2 separate regions of the Danio rerio genome follow, and region 2 is linked to region 1. The links are chromatin contacts, called in public Micro-C maps. All regions are on one chromosome and are shown on one strand. Each heading gives the region's core, a stretch centred on a gene start, on an enhancer-like site or on the middle of the called end of the contact. The rest is flanking DNA. Distances are from core to core; before and after follow the strand shown.

Region 1 (2,870 bases), core at 134-2,633:
GTATTGTTTGGATTTTTACCAAATTCTGGTTCAATACCATGTCAACAGCTCCTTTAGAAATAATATTATTATCTGAAGCTGTATATCTGAAGCTAGTTATAGAAGCTAATAAGCATCAGCAAGCATACAGTGAGACTTAGTTCCTGTTTAATAATTATTATTAATTACTAGCTCAATTTACAATATCATAACTGAAACTAGAAATTAAAAAAGATCCAATTTTGATTACTTACTAGTACAAGGTATCTGTGAAAATATTTTGCAGAAAGCAAAACAAAGTAAACAGGAAATCTTATGGGTCAAAAACATGCAGGCCTATATATCTATTCAACAGCATACGTTTCTCACTTGTAAATACGACTTCCTTAGTCTTTCGTGTGATCATAATTATGACACTTTCACGAAAGCTTGTTTCAGAACATTAAAAAAACCTTAAAACAGGTTATTCCTTATATAAATATTCATATTCTGAGATAGGAAGTCCTAATTTTATGTCACAAATTCAAATGTTTGAGATATACACTCACAATTGTCTTGTTTTGCCTCAGATTTGCCTACAATTTAAGAATTCGTATCACTCAAATATTGGGAGGAGGGGCAGATCTGTGAGATAAACCGTAAGTAACATTTTATTCAGGAAACAGGCATGCACCTATTTCCGACTCCACTTAAAGGAACATACATGTTGAATGGGCTTGCCACAGTGCTGGTGTCGGTGGGCTGTGAGTCGAGCACACGCACCCGCGCAAGAACGCGCACTTCAAAACACGGGTTCAAAGCAGGTGCCAGCAGCAACAATGCAACAATGTAGCAACGTCACAACGAACACCAAACGTTCCGAACGCGTTCCAGGTTTGACAGCGTCTATAAAGCATGTGACTGCCAAACTGCTGAGTCGATCATGGGTGTGATCGGGTTGTTCAATACTAACACACATTACAATACGAGCAAAATATAATTCTCCCTACTTACCCGAAATCCTGATCCATAGACTTGAAAAAGAATTTATAACTGTTGACCGGTCGGTTGTTGAGGACATTTTTAAAATCCGCCAACGTGACTTTTTCCGGAGAAACCGACAGCTTCACTAAATAAGGGGTTTCTTCTTCGTCGATATGGTATATAATTTTGGTCTCCGCCATGAGTAGGCTTATATGGGTAGGACAATCATTGACAGAAGAAGGAGCAAGGGTTGCAGCAGCGAGATACAAATAAATATATATGTAGACTACAAGTCGTCAAGTGTCATGTACGCGCTATAACGCGACATTGCTGGTTGCCGGTCTACGTAGGCAAACAAAAATCCCGGTGTCGGACGGCGCGAGTGGTTCCAGACATAATCGAAGCTTGCGCGTCTCTATCGCGGCGTCAATGTTTCTCTCTGATCGCCAGTAAAACAGGAAGGGACGGTTCACATCCCTACGACGAGCTGGAGTTCAGGAGAATTTACCGTTCCTGCTTTCTCGTAGAGGTAGACCTCCCTCTAGCGGCAGTCTGACTCCCAGACAGTCACTCGACTGAACCCATGTGGCTCAGACAACAGCTGTTAAAACACTGGAATTCATGAGTTCTTGCGTAAACACAAGACAAACGTTGGCAAAAAATTTATGTTTTTTTTCATTACAGATGCTGAACTTAAAGAAAGTTGAAGAAAATGTTCATCTGTTTCATGGTAAACTTGATTTAAATTAAGAAAAAAACACACTAAAATCAATTTTTAAAAAATCTGTCTGTCTATCTATTCACAAAGACTGTCTGTCTGTCCATCTATCTATTCACAAAAGACTGTCTGTCTGTCAATCTATCCATCTATCTATCTATCCATCTATATATCCATCTATCTGTCTGTCTGTCTGTCTATCTATCTATTTTTCTGTCTATTTTTGTCTATCATCTCTTTATCTATCTATCCGTCCCTACCAAAAGACTGTCTGTCTCTCTGTCTGTCTGTCTGTCACCTGTTAATAAATCTGTCACTTGTTCCATCTGTTGTATAAATCTGTCTCATCCTACCTTCCATCCATCCATTTTTGTGTTGTTGTTCTGTTTATTAATCTGACTGTCTCTCTGTCTGTCTCTGTCTTATGGTCTGGAAAGGAAAATGAAAGGACATTTGAAGTTTGAAAGAAAAAAAGAATATGTCACCATAGAGATATAAATAGTCAGAAAGACAAAAACAGTTGTATAGTTTGTATTGCTTTCAAGTTCTTATTAGGCTGTGGTTTCCAAACATGTTAAAATAATTTTTTTTCAATTGTGCAAACGTAGGTATTTTTACATTCCATTTGCCTTCATTTATTAAGGACTTGTGATGGACATAGCAATTCATAATTAAGTTGTAGTATAGTAAATGATTGCACACACAACAGTAAAGTTTTAAAGCAGCAATCGTAAATAGGAAAGCTTCATTAAATATTGAAAAACATATTCAATGTTGCAACCAAAATATTTCAGTTATATTTTATGCATATTGCTACAAACTCTACATTTAAAAAGGAACATAATAGAATTAAAATAAAAGTGACAATTAAATAAAACAGAGAGAAAATAAAGAACAATAAAACAACACAAAAGTACAATGTTCTTAAGTTGTTGTGCAAGCATGAATTTTTTGGGTAATTACATATCTTAACAGCAGAGGGCAGCTCGGTACTTTCACTTCATTAGTTATTAGGTGCTAAAGGAAAAAAAAAAAAACCCTTAAAGTAATCCAGACTCGAGTCAGGGTCAATTAAAAATAAAGCATTTCCTTACACACTTACTGTACTTGAGTATGCTGAAAGAGGTCCCAGATGTCATGAATTCAAACAAACACGTTTATGCCAAGAACACTCTTCCTTTTTGCACTTTGTACACTTAAAACAGCTATT
Region 2 (2,870 bases), core at 173-2,672, 100 kb before region 1:
CCAACATTTGTTCCACCCACAAAACGACAGAGTGAAAAACTCGGACGAGTAAAGACCAAAGAGAAAAAAGAAAATGTGAAACAGAAAGAGAATTGCAAGCAGCAGTGATGCTGGACATGTGAAATGACCTGCATTAAATAAGTCATATATGCATGATATGCATGCTTGTCCCAACACTTGGGGATTTTCCAGTCTTCTGCTTTCACCAGTACTTGTTGGGATTCATTTGTAATAAACAAACTTGCAAAACAGGGGCACTCCAGATAATGCTGCTGTTACTAGCCAACATCTGTCATGCTGTATTTAGGTTTTCTGTTTCATTTTTGGTTTAGCAGCTGGCTAGAATGTCACCACAAAAGGGAAAGCTCCAATCTAACAGACAGTGCTGTTCAAAAAATGCATTCCTGTATGACTGGGAATATCAGAAATTATACTACGCTGAAGAAAAAGGAAGTTGACACACATTGTTGTCCAACATCCAAGCAGGCATTCTTTTACTATGGATTGTACTTTCCTCTTCTTGTATTCCAGGAACTACTTCAGCCTTAAAAAAAGTGTTATTTTCGTTTTTGTGTGTTGCCTTCAAGAACACGTGTGTTAGCTTCATGCTTTAAAATGTTTACTATTCTTAATATTATTACTGATAATATTTAGTAGTTTACAAGACCTGGAGTCTTGTTTCTCTTCTTCTGCCTCCTTTGTAGTGTACATCAGCATATTTTATATGCTTTACCAGGTTAGAGGAAATGAAACATTTTGTACTGATAAGTGCCATTTTTACACGTGTTTATTAGTGTCATTACATCAGTGTAAACAATGTGTTGTCAACAATCAGACCTTTAATGCTTGTATAAAGTAAAAAAAAAATCCTTGTACAGAAGATTAAAAAATCTATATAAATCCACTCATACTGTCAATATCCTTCTTTAGATTTAAGGAAACACATTTTGCATACTGTGTTGTGTGAATTTCCCAAATGCATGCAAATCTCAACGGGAAGCACCTTAACAAATTCCAGCAAATTCTCTTTCCACAAAATGAAACTTGAAAGGCTTAGTTTTTACGCTGTGCATGTGTTAGACATGCTCTTATAACAGGATTACCCTGTTAGGGTTTTACATGGTGACGCATTAAGTGACACATTCTTCAGAATGACCTTTTCAGACGCACTATTGCCACAGCTCTCGCCCACCAGCTGTTCCACCTAACCCTTACAGCTGTTATTTTTCAAACAGCGTGTCAAATCAATTATCACTATAAAGATATTTTTTTATTTTATTTTTTTGTGGATGCACCATGATTTAACTCAACATGTCAGCACTTGTTGTCAAGGTTTAGTAGGAAAACCAATCCAAGTGATTCATTGAAACCGCTTGATGTACTATAATCACACTAAAGGACATGTTAATGTTGCAGTCTTGTCACTAGGGAACTCCCGCTGAGTCACTCACCAACAGTGCATAATGATAAAGTTCAAGTTGCAATAGTAGATTAGAAGTGAATAGAATCTTTCAACTCGTCTTTAAGTGTTTATATTATTTGCAGAAGCAATACTCCCTTGAACTGGTTTTCTGACCTTAGCTTTCTGATAAGGTAAGCTAGAAATTTACACAAAAGGAAATTGTAGGAGATTCGCTGTCAGAGGATTTTGTCCCCAATAACCCGTTTAATGACCTGACTGTCTACTCTATGAACTCTGTCTTTACCTACAGGAATTCCCCAACACAGTTTTTCAGTGACCTCTGATGTTTTCTATAGTGATAAATATATATATACAATATACAGAACAGGTTTTGCTAAATAGTACAGTACCACAGTGTAGTTTGAATGTTTCTTATGAAATCACTGGATTACTGGTTTTTGCATGGTTAACCAAATGTGGGACACTTTGTTTTAAGGTTCAGTTCTCAGCGAAGTATTAACTATGACTTTTGCCTCAAATTCCTCATTTGCTGCTTATTAATAGTTATTAAGGTAGTAGGTGGGTTTAGGTATTGGTTAGGATTTAAGATTTTAAATTAGATCATGTACTTTTATAAGTACTAATAAGAAAACAGTTGCTTATTAACAGGAAGGTAGTAATAATTCTTTTAAACTACTCAACAAGAGACACTAGCTCATGTCAGTGTTATGTAATTAAGAGGAAATGTCAGTAGGAAATGTCAAACAAGTAGCGGAAACGTGATAACTTTTTTATTTTTTGTAAAAGAGATTTTCAGGGGTTTTTTTAAAGAGCACTTATGATGAAAATAATCTTTTAGAAGCTGTTTGGACAGAACTGTGTGTTGTAGGTACAGTATAGTGTGCCCACAGTCATATTGGGGTGATATAAAGACAATAAATCTCTTTTTAATTTCCTGGCATTAAAATAGGGTACTATTCCTGACGTTAAAATCTGTAGGGGTGCAGTTTGCCCGCCCACTGAATAAATAGACAGCCACATATTAACATGTCTCCGTAGTAACACGTATAATCAGATCAACAAGACAGGACGTGCTGAAGACAACCGGGATTAAAAGATCTGTTTAGCTCTTGGTGATCATCAGTCATCATCAAATGTAATCAAGAATGAGTTTCACAAGTTTAAAATGTTTTTAAAACAGTGCATGTATGTAATAAAGTAAGATAAAGTCGGTAAAATTGTTGTAATTCATCACTACAGCCGCATGTCAGTACAATTATAAAATAAGACGCTTTAATCCCGATTTGTGAACATTAAATCAGGTTTATTTTGTACATTAATATAACGGATATCCATACAGATGTTTTATTAACATGTATCCTGTCACATTTGCCATGCAAAAACAGTGCAAAGTTAAACGTGGGTGCTGTGTGTGTGAGCTTTGTAACAACATTGTGTGTCTCATCAT

The links. A called contact is a pair of places that touch in the nucleus more often than the background predicts.
Region 2: a Micro-C map of caudal fin shows a contact between it and region 1, with 6 times the contacts expected there. The contact joins the enhancer-like site here to the promoter of dvl1a in region 1. A contact is called at or near these places in 2 of 18 Hi-C or Micro-C datasets (caudal fin and hematopoietic stem cells).

Annotation. Positions count from the first base shown.
Region 1 is chr23:32,846,518-32,849,387 of GRCz12tu, reverse strand. dvl1a (dishevelled segment polarity protein 1a) reads right to left here and starts at 1,383. Exons shown (of 15, transcript XM_073939134.1): 1 at 973-1,383. The coding sequence starts at 1,142.
Region 2 is chr23:32,950,928-32,953,797 of GRCz12tu, reverse strand. It overlaps ccdc187 (coiled-coil domain containing 187), which reads left to right. Exons shown (of 13, transcript NM_001430812.1): 13 at 1-904. The coding sequence ends at 108. It also overlaps a transcript of tnfrsf9a not described here. Among named protein-coding and RNA genes, the nearest start is that of tnfrsf9a, 6.5 kb to the right of the region's middle. Within about 2 kb of position 1,422, at least 11 of the 62 cell types and tissues checked have an H3K27ac peak or open chromatin away from gene starts, as enhancers often do. A contact at or near this core is called in caudal fin, where this site is marked.